Regions from separate parts of the Triticum aestivum genome. Here region 2 is linked to region 1. A link is a contact called in public HiCAR-type data. All regions are on one chromosome and are shown on one strand. The core of a region is the stretch at or near the end of the contact, and the rest is flanking DNA. Distances in the headings are between cores, read along the strand shown.

Region 1 (5,233 bases), core at 1,040-3,539:
TATCTCCGACCGCGACAAAGTGTTCACAAGTAAGGTGTGAAAGGAACTGTTCAAACTATGCCGTACCGAGATCCGACTCAGTTCTGCATACCACCCACAGACGGACGGCCAGACGGAGCGCGTGAACCAATGTCTCGAGGCTTATCTCAAGTGCGCGGTGCACTCATGTCCTGCAAATTGGTCGAAGTGGCTACCGCTTGCCGAGTACTGGTACAATACGTCTTTCCATTCAGCCCTGGGGAGGACTCCGTTTGAAGTAGTGTATGGCCATCTACCAAGGGAGTTTGGAGTTACCCAAGTCGATGAGTGCACAGTGCCGAACTTGGCTGCCTGGTTGCATGAACGGGAGATTATGATCGACCTGTTACAGCAACAACTGAAGCAAGCTCAGGACCGGATGAAACGACAGGCAGACAAGCATCGCATGGATCGCGAGTTTGCTGTGGGCGACGTGGTACTGCTCAAGCTACAACCCTTCATTCAGTCATCAGTCGCGCAAAGGCCACACCAGAAACTCGCATTTCGCTACTTTGGCCCCTACAGAGTGGTGGCGCGGATTGGCGCGGTGGCATACAAGTTGGACCTCCCACTTACAAGCAAGATTCATCCAGTCGTCCACGTATCGCAGCTAAAGAAAGCTCAAGGGGCCGTGGTGCCAGTGAGTCCTGCTTTACCACCTGATCACTCTGTCTTGCAGGCGGAACACATACCAGAAACGGTGCTGGAGAGCAAGATGGTTCGCGTCGGAGGCGAGTCAGCCCTACGCCTATGCATCAAGTGGAGCGGTCTGCCTCCATGCATGGCCACCTGGGAAGAGCCACAACAACTGCAACGGCGCTTTCCTACCTCTCCGCCTTGGGGACAAGGCGAAACGCAAGAAGGGGGAGATGTCACGGCTGACCAGAGGGCCCCATCGGCCAGTGAAGACGAGACGGACAAGGGGCGAGAAGGTGAAGCCTTGATGGCCAAGGAAGGCGCGTAACTGCCTGACGCGGGGGACCCAGCATCTAGGAGAGGGTGTGTGTGTGGCCTGCGGCCGTGAGGAGATAAGTAGAGGCGAGCGAGCAGAAAAGGGTATCAAGTATTATTGTAATCTGTGAACCAGGAACGAAGCTGCTCTTCGTCCTCCTTCTAACCCGATCCCCTTTCCCCCTTCCTTCCCTCGCACCTGCAACCCTAGATCGAGGTCCATAACACACGGCTGGGGCGCCTGGGAGCGCGCGCACGGCGCTCAGATCACGGCCACGGTGGGCTCGGAGCACGACCGACAAAGAAAGATTGCCGACGTATGGTGTGCTTGTCGCGGAGCCAAGTATCTTACAGGAGGGAGTCGACGGCGTACCTCCAATCGTCGATGAGGTCCGGCGGCAGGCAGGCCCGACGTCGGTTGATCTCCTCCCGACGGGCCCGGCGGCTCACCGGGATCGTGGGAATGGGCATCCGATCCGCGGAGAGGTGCCAGTTATTGGGGAGGTGCACATCCGTCCACGGCAGCGACGTGCGCGTCTCCCAATAACGCCTGCATAACTCCACCTTGACATACGGCCGCGAGCGAGATCCGGTCGCCGATGGCGCGATGTGGAAGGCGGGTGGTGGAGGTGGAGGTGGAGGTGAAGGAGTAGAGCGGCAGCGATGGCCGAAGGAGGACCCGGCCTCGCGGTCGTGCTTGCCCTTGCGGCCAGGGATCCAATGACATCCCATGGTGACCGGCGGTCTAGGGTTTGGATGTCGGGGCTCGAGGAGGGACGCGTCGCCGGGAGTGGAAATGTGGACTCCCACCGGTCCACGGCTTCCCCATTAAAAAAGACAGCGACCACTCGGCCGAGGTGGATGCTAGGTGGGGCCTCCCGCCCGTGCGTAGTCAATGTGGCCCGTTAGATTTAGGTGGCCGGCTGCCAAGCGGGCCTGAGGCGGCGCGTGCGCGTCCATTCAACGTCCGCGCGGCCGTAAACCGGGCGCGGGTTTGCACCGAAAATGGAGCGGGCCGGACGCCACACAGATGAATTATGTGGATGCGGTCGCGTGTTGGACCGTGCCGTCTATCTGTTCCGACCCAAATGAACAGAGGCGGACGATTTCGGGTCCTTGCCCTCATACACCACACGGGCCCGGGCGGATCGACACGTCAACATAAGAACTGAAAATGCGGGTCTGCGGATCTGCGTCGTGACGTGCGAGTGCGACCGATGATGTTTACCGGGCGGCTGGTCAAGTCTGAAACGGCTGCGGGTGGCGCTACGCTTGTTCAGAGAAGAAAACGCCGTGTCTCTGCTTGATTGCAGACAGTCCAGTCCAGCCAGCCGGCCTCGTTTGTTGTCGTGCCAGAGTGACGTGACGATGGGCCGGGTCAGTGGACTGGGTGTGGGAGATGGCGGCTTCGATGATTGCGAGGATGAGAATATGACATGAGAATATCCGTTTGGCAGGGCGCAGATGGTATTTGGTAGCGACTAACGAGAGCAGCATATCCTGATCCTCCATTCCTCCTATGTGCCCAGCTTCTTTCCCACGCCTGGAAGTGGAGCAGGACGGGCCGGCCAATCGGTGCGGCGCAGAGATCCGTGTGCCTGTGTTGTTTACTCGCTTGGCACCCTGTTCGTAGTTGTTCCTGCGCAATCTCCAAACTGGGGGTCAATCAATGGCAGCACCGAAGTTTCTCTTTTTCAAAAGAAGCCAAAAGATTTGCCTCATCAATTAATTAAGAAGTAGCGAGTTGTCCAGTCGCGCGTACCCCTTCGCTACTCCTGTGAGGCACGCGATATTAGGGTTTTCGTTGCCTCCTGTTGTGCAGCCGCCGGGCTGCCTCATCTCTCGTGGCCTCGGGGCCATGGAGGCACGGTGAATGCCGGTCCTTACTGGCAGGAGGATTTCGTTTTTAGAGTTTTTTTTAGTTTTGGTATGGTTTATGTCGTGCTTAGGAAGAGGAGGCGGCGGCGACTCTGTGAAGATGGAATAAGTTTCTCCCCGCCTAGCCCCCGTTTCGATGATGCTTCTAGCGTCAACGGAGGGCATGTGGAGGTTTATCTCCGGCGGATCTCGCGGATTCAGTCGGCGTTTGTCTTTGATGGATCCAATCTTCGTTCGTCTATGTTGGTGTGTCAACAAGTTGGATCCTTCCGATCTACGATTCTCTTCATCGGCGGCGGTTACTGTTTTGGTGCGTTGGTCCTCTGGGGCCTTAGCACGATAACTTCCCCACTGTCTACTACAACAGGTTTTGCCCCGCTCCTTTGATGGAGAGGCGATGACAGCGGCGCGCCTTCGGCTCGCTCTAGTGCTTGTAGTCGTCGCTAAGGCTCTAACTTGCGTAAGGAATCAAGGAGCTACAGGAGTATACCGCCGAGTACTTACTATCTTGGATAGCTTTTTGCCTGGTAGTCTATGAAGCTGGATGTAATTTTTACCTCTGACGTTTTTTGTACTACCTTGATAGTTGATGAATAGATCGAAAGTTTTTTTCGCAAAAATAAATTTTACGGAAAACCGGTACAGACAACCCATAGACGGGTTTTTTTAAGATGGAAGCACCGGAGTACTATTATTTCATTATTTGTAGTTGTTTGGTACCCTGTTCGTAATTGTTCCAAGTCACCTTGATTATTTGTTCTACTGTAGCTCTTTTTTTTTTCTTGAGCGGACCTCACAAAACTAGTAGCTGCTTGACGGCTGTTACACAAAGCATCAGACTTCAGACAAGAACCTGCGTTCAAGCATATGGAAGGCCGGAGACGGATGGCCCAGGCCCAAGCCCAAAAGATGAAAAGGCCGGCTACGTGTCACAGTAATCCGTGAATTTTGCTCAAGGATCAGATTCGTTGTTCACTCACTGTCAAGTCCCTTAAAAAAAAACTAACCGTGCAATGTTCGGTTAAACTACTACTCCCTCCATCCCATAATATAATATAAGAACATTTTTAGCTGTTACTAAGAAAAAGAACATTTTTAGCTTGAAAAATGTTCTTATATTATGGGATGTAGGGAGTGCTGATCTAGAAAAAAGTTCGACTCCTAAGTTTTGCTTACCAAAATTTCAAGGGCTAAATACACACCAAGTCACTGTCAAGCACCCAAACAGAATTATAAAGTAGCGCAGTATAATTCTAAATAGCTGACAATGAGTCCAAATGTAAGCATGCCGCGCCTAAGCGCTTTTCGGGATAAATTTTATGCATGAAAATAGTGCAATTGCGACTTCAAATAATGGGCGATCTTGAGCCTTCACATACAATGGAACCTTATTCCTCCGACAGAATGTCCACAATACAGCTGAGCTACCAGTTCCTCCGCAAAATGGGGAGCGTCACGTCAAAAAAGATCTAACCATTATACACTGACGGTCAGGGTACACACAAGGAACACACACGGTGTGGGAAGAATTTCCTATAGCTATGTGCACTGCAAAGAGAGGCGTAAACTATCAACAAGCAGGGGCAAAACTTTACGCGTTGAACAGCTTACGGAACGGCCCGTCCTTCCGGTCTTTGGCCGCCTCTGTCAATGCGAGGAACCTCTTGAACCCCGTCGTGGCAGCGCCGCGCCCGAGCGCTGCGGCGCGGGCGAGCACATCCTCCCGGTTGGCCAGGGCGCCCGTCAAGGCGGTGGACATGCTCGGTGACGCTGCGACGGCTTGGGTTGGGAGCGGGACTGGTGCCATCGGGACTGATGCTGTGGCTGTTGGAACTGGTGGCGCGGCTGTGGGGGTAATGGTAGGGTGCTTGATGCTGGGGCTGTGCTTGTTGAAGTCTTCCAGTATAGCTTGTTGGTCTGCTTTCTTCAAGCCCTGTGGCAACGCGCAAAGAGCAAGAGAAACAATGAACTTGTGTTAGGGCAACCATACTGATGGAAAGCTGCACCTGCCGCATAAAGGGGTTCAGGTTTTTTAAGCAAGAACCTTGAGCTCAAGTATCCGCTGAAACTCAAGAGGCGTGCCTTCTGGAAGGAGCGCACGGTAGGTACTAGCAACAGAATCAACTGGTGACAAAATAACCTGTATTGAGTGTTATTAGCTTGATCCAATCTGGATGTAATGCAAAGTGCCTTTCCACAGTACTCATGTTGACCATCGAAACCTAAATTCATTTTCCCAATTTACCTTGAGGAGTGCTTCAGCTTTGCTCATTTCCCGGGTTACAAACTTTGAGTAGCTAGCCGCAACTGTAGTCTGTTACATGCAATACAAAGAAACCAAATGTGAGGTACGGAAAGTAACGCAAAAAAATGTCTTTTTGCAACC
Region 2 (5,233 bases), core at 1,550-4,049, 60 kb before region 1:
CCAAGGCCACTAGAAATAGGACTCAGCCACCACCATAGAGGGGATCGGGTCCATTTCACCTGGACCAGTTAACTAGCTCACCGAGCGCAAGAACACCTCACCTCCTGAGGTCGTTCAACCAATGTACTAATTCATCCTCAGCCCTTCGAGGCAATCCACCAAAAAGCTGGAGTAGGGTATTACACCGCAAGGTGGCCCGAACCAGGGTAAACTGTTGTGTCTCTTGGGTTCGTCGAGCTAGGCCTTGGAATCGTTGAGCAGACAGACTGGGGAGGGAGAGTTTTTCGCACGCACCCGAGAGTTCGAACCTCTCAAGGGTCTGCGGAACCCTGAATCCGACAGCCATAGATCATGTCAGCAGCTATGCCATCGCCCAGAGTTCATGTCGGTGTCATGCCAGCCTCCAAAAAAACCACCACACAGTTCATGTTGAAGAACTTGCCAGCGACCGACACACATGCCAACACACAAAAAGGGGTGGGAGGTCAACCACACCATCTCGGCCGTGGTCATGCGAGCACACTTGCCGGCCTACAAAAAAAGGAGGGCGCTCTCCGCCATGGATCACTCGTCATCGAACTTGAGCATGTCGGCCTGCATCTTCTCAAACCATGACCTCTTCCTCGGTGACACCGTGCTCAAGTACACCTTCATGATCTCCATCTTCGTTTGCTAGCTTTTGCGCTTAGTGTTTGCGCCGGCTTGGTTGGCGAGCTCGTCCTCGAACAAAGGCTCCCCGTCGATGTCCACTTTATCCTCTTCCTCAAGGCCGTAGTCCTCCGGGAATTCGTGGTCGAGCAGGAAGGTGCTGCCCATGCCAACCTGGTCTTGCAATAAGGATCGTCCATGCCAGCTTGATCAAAGGTGGTGGGCATGAAGGGCACTCGACCGTCTTGGCTTTGGGTCTCATCGGGTTCGAAGGCAGTTGTGCCCGCACCGCGTGCGGAGGCAGCGGCTCCCGCACCGCCTTCGAAGATGATGTTCTAGATGATGAAACGGTTGGCCGTCTCATCGTCACCGGTGGTCGGCATTCTATCAAACAGGTTGCGGGCGTCGGGAAGCTTGTCGGCTGGCATATCCCGCGGGCGTTTCCTCGCCCCTCTGGAGGATGGTCCACCGACCTCCGGTGTGGCGTTGAGGTCGATAGGCATGGCCGCGGGCGTGGACGGCGCCACCATGCCCACCTCTGACGAGCATTCCTCGGAGAAGCGGGTGGCCCGTGGAAAGACATGGAGGTCGGGAATCGGTTGCGTGGCAGACGCGCGTGGTGACTCTGGCAGTACCACCCGAGGAAATGCCGACGAGCCCATAGTGATCCCATCAAAAGATATGGGTCTAGCTGCTGCCCTAGCCGGAGAGAATGGGAGTGGCCACGGCGGCGCTGACGAGCCGATGATGGTCAGGGTTTAGCCCTAGGTACAGCATGGCCTCCCTCGTTGTCGTGGCGGCTCGGGCATTGGTTTCCTCCTGCTCTACGGCGGCGGCCACGGCTTCGAGCTTCGCGTCCTGAGCGTGCATCCGGCCCTTCCTCTTGGCCGACTGCACGACCCGCTCCTCCGGCGTCAACTGCTTCTTCTTGGGCGGCACCGTAGTCTTGCGGGGTGCGCAGGGCTTGGCTTTGGCAGAGGTGGGGCCGAAGAAGAAGGGGGGGTGAGGCCGAAGGAGGCGGGGGAGGCGAGGCCGGCGGCGGCGTCGAGGGTTGGCGCGTCGTCCTTGTCAAGCGGCTGGGAGTTTTTTGGATGTGGGGGCAAAGGGTGGTGGCTGTGCCACCGACTAGCAGGCCAGAGGAGGAGTAGGCGGGCGTCGCACGCGTCCGTTTCGTTTCCGCCCCGATGCAAATGAGACCTAAATTTGGGCCGGGAATGGGTCGACGGGGCGGATAAAAAGCGGACGTGCGTCCGTTTGGGTCGGCGCATTAGGCCGACTCTTGTGTCCGTTTTGACCCAAACGGATACGTGCAGACAAAACGGGTCGGCACGTTGAAGTTGCTCTCAGTGCCTAATACAAGTTCTGCCCAGAAAAAAAACAGCACAGGGGTGTGACACAACCACACAATCTTTGGACCATGGGTGTGTGTTTCTGGGTACATGTAACCAAAACACAAGTTCCAGGCAGGGCCTGGACAGGGAGGTGCAGGTAGAGTAGATGCGCATCTGTTCCTCCATACTGGTGCTGGCCAATCAATCATTTTATTTCTTTTTGCCTGGCACAAGGCGCTGGCCAATCCTCATCCCCAACCCTGCTTGTAAACCGTCCAAGAACACCTCAGAAAACTTATCAGGAAGGAAAAAATCCTGAGAAAAGAAAAGAAAAAACTAGTTCTGTCTATTTCTTTTCCTTTTTTGTGGGAATAGCTGCGTCTGATTTCAGCGTCAAGACAGCCTGTTGTCCGATTGTATTCGCCTGGAATAGAAGTGCCCCACACCCAGCTCTATCCACATACACATGCACCTGATCTTGCTGGTCGAAATGGAGGCCGGATCTGGGCTGTGATGCTCGGCCGCGATCCTGCTATCACCAGTCAGTAGCCATTCAAGGCCACTGACCGGAAATCCATCCAGCAAGCCACTGTGCTGCATGCAGTGTAGCGTTCAACAGCCAACCGTAGTGGAGAGTCCGCCTTCAGGTGTTTTGTTTGTCCTGGGTGAACGAGTGGACCATGGTGCAGCAGGGCCCGTTCGTCAGTTCGCCAAGTGTGTGTGAATCGCATCGAATGATTGGTGCGATACGTCTGTCCATAGCCCGGTCGCGATCCGAACAAGGAACAACGTTGCTGGTTTACTTTACTTGATCGGAAAAGGACAGCGTGTCGTTGTTCGTGGCAGTACCTCAAGAAGATTAGTGCAGTATGTCAAAACGGCAGATCGGAGCCACACGCAACCAAGCGTTTAAGAAAATGGGGAAGCGTTTGACTGGCTTGTCGCGTTGCAGCAACGTGCGCACGTACCGGAAAACGGCGGGGGGCATGTGGATGATTAAGGTAGATCGCGTGGGACTGTTCATCTCATGGGATCTTTTCTTTTCCCGGAAAAGGCCCAAAGTTCGTATATTAAATAAAAGTGGCTTTTATAAGAATTTTCTTAGAAAAATGAAATTATAGGCTAACCCTTGGGGAAAAATCAGCATCGCCTTCCCTCAACAACTCCTAGCGGTCGCGAGTAAAGCTCCTTGCCGCCTCTGGACCTCCATCTTACCGAAACAATCTTATTTTGCTCTTTTCTAGAACCGCCCTTCAATGCATTCTATTAAATTGCAGGCATTTTTTTGCCCAAGATAAGCCTGTTTTCCAAAGCCAAGCCTATTATAAGAGTCCAACTGCCATGTTCGGATGGAGTCCAAATCCTTGCATCTTGGGCTGAAGAATGACCAAATTCCTTAGCTTCCATGCATTAATCATATCCGGGGATGTTGGAATAGGGAGATGCCATCCATCTACACGGCATGATAGCTTAAGCCCAGCGAAGCAAACCAATTCATCAATCAATTGCATTGAATTTTTTTCAACGGGAACGCTATTGTGAGAACTCTCATTCACGCCTAGAGATCCCACTGTACAAACAAGTTCGCCCATTCATGTTCAAACTCTCTTCGAACCTTCTTAATCGTTCGCTTCACGTCACCAAACTTGCAGTTTGCATATTCATAAGTGCATCATTCAAACCCATAAGGCCAGCCTGAGACAAGCCAGGAATCCATCCTTGGCTCCTTGCACCACCGCTTTATGATATGATTCTTCCCGTTGCCAGGCTTATTCACACATGAGTTTTCTTCGCCCATGATGACCCACAAGTATAGGGGATCTATCGTAGTCCTTTCGATAAGTAAGAGTGTCAAACCCAACGAGGAGCAGAAGGAAATGACAAGTGTTTTTCAGCAAGGTATTCTCTGCAAGCACTGAAATTATTGGTAACAGATAGTTGTGTGATAAGAGAATTCGTGACGGGTAGCAAGTAACAAAAGTAACTAAGGTGCAGCAAGGTGGCCCAATCCTTTTTGTAGCAAAGGACAAGCCTGGACGAACTCTTATATAAAGCAAATCGCTCCCGAGGACACATGGGAATTACTGTCAAGCTAGTTTTCATCATGCTCATATGATTCGCGTTCGTTACTTTGATAATTTGATATATGGGTGGACCGGTGCTTGGGTGCTGTCCTGACTTGGACAAGCCTCCCACTTATGATTAACCCCTCTTGCAAGCATCCGCAACTACGAAAGAAGAATTAAGATAAATCTAACCATAGCATGAAACATATGGATCCAAATCAACCCCTTACGAAGCAACACATAAACTAGGGTTTAAGCTTCTGTCACTCTAGCAACTCATCATCTACTTATTACTTCCCAATGCCTTCCCTAGGCCCAAACAATGGTGAAGTGTCATGTAGTCGACGTTCACATAACACCACTAGAGGAGAGACAACATACCACTGGTACAGGGAGGTGCTATACACACGGTTTTTAACCCCTTTCCGCGGCGGCATTTGGAACCGTCGCCAAGTGGGTGTGGGCGATAGGGGGGTCCTTCCCACACGACCCAGAAACCGTCGGAGATAGGCCCTCCTGGCACACAGGATGGGGTAAAATGAGTTTGTGTGCGATCGGGCAAGGCATCGAAACCCAATCGTTTCCGTTCGTATGTACATCCCACACGGTGAATCCGAGAAAAATATTTCCGTTCGTATGTATATCACACACAGTCAATCCAAGGAATACGTTTTCGTTCTTATGTACATCCCACACAGTCAATCCAGGGAAAACGTTTCCGTTCGTATGTACATCCCACACAGTCCTAACGGAATGAAAACTTCGCGATGATTTTTCTTGGACCAGAAAACAACAGGGAGACTTGGAGATGAATTCGAAGGAGCCACGAGGCGGCCACAAGGACGGAGGGCGCGCCCCCACCCTTGTGGGCCCCCTATGACCCTCCTGACCTAATTCTTTCATCTATATATTCCCAAATATCCCCAAACCACCAGAGGCATCCACGAAAACACTTTTCCACTGCCGCAACCTTCTGTACCCGTGAGATCCCATCTAGGGACCTTTTCCAGCACCCTGCCGGAGGGGGATTCGATCATGGAGGGCTTCTACATCAACTATGTTGCCCTTCTGATGAAGCGTGAGTAGTTTACCACAGACCTACGGGTCCATAGCTAGTAGCTAAATGGCTTTTTCTCTCTCCTTGATTCTCAATACCATGTTATCCTCGATGTTCTTGGAGATCTATTC

The links. HiCAR-type assays count read pairs that join an accessible place to other places.
Region 2: a HiCAR-type map of leaf shows a contact between it and region 1, with 4 times the contacts expected there. The contact joins two enhancer-like sites. A contact is called at or near these places in 1 of 5 Hi-C or Micro-C datasets (leaf) and 1 of 1 datasets of contacts at active chromatin or transcription factors (leaf).

Annotation. Positions count from the first base shown.
Region 1 is chr3D:499,554,222-499,559,454 of IWGSC CS RefSeq v2.1, reverse strand. LOC123079982 (vacuolar protein sorting-associated protein 53 A) reads right to left here. Exons shown (of 24, transcript XM_044502826.1): 22 at 5,093-5,161; 23 at 4,892-4,987; 24 at 4,193-4,780. The coding sequence ends at 4,439. Among protein-coding and RNA genes, the nearest start is that of LOC123079982, 10 kb to the right of the region's middle. Within about 2 kb of position 2,289, at least 1 of the 8 cell types and tissues checked has an H3K27ac peak or open chromatin away from gene starts, as enhancers often do. A contact at or near this core is called in leaf, where this site is marked.
Region 2 is chr3D:499,614,942-499,620,174 of IWGSC CS RefSeq v2.1, reverse strand. No RefSeq gene overlaps it. Among protein-coding and RNA genes, the nearest start is that of LOC123079982, 71 kb to the right of the region's middle. Within about 2 kb of position 2,799, at least 2 of the 8 cell types and tissues checked have an H3K27ac peak or open chromatin away from gene starts, as enhancers often do. A contact at or near this core is called in leaf, where this site is marked.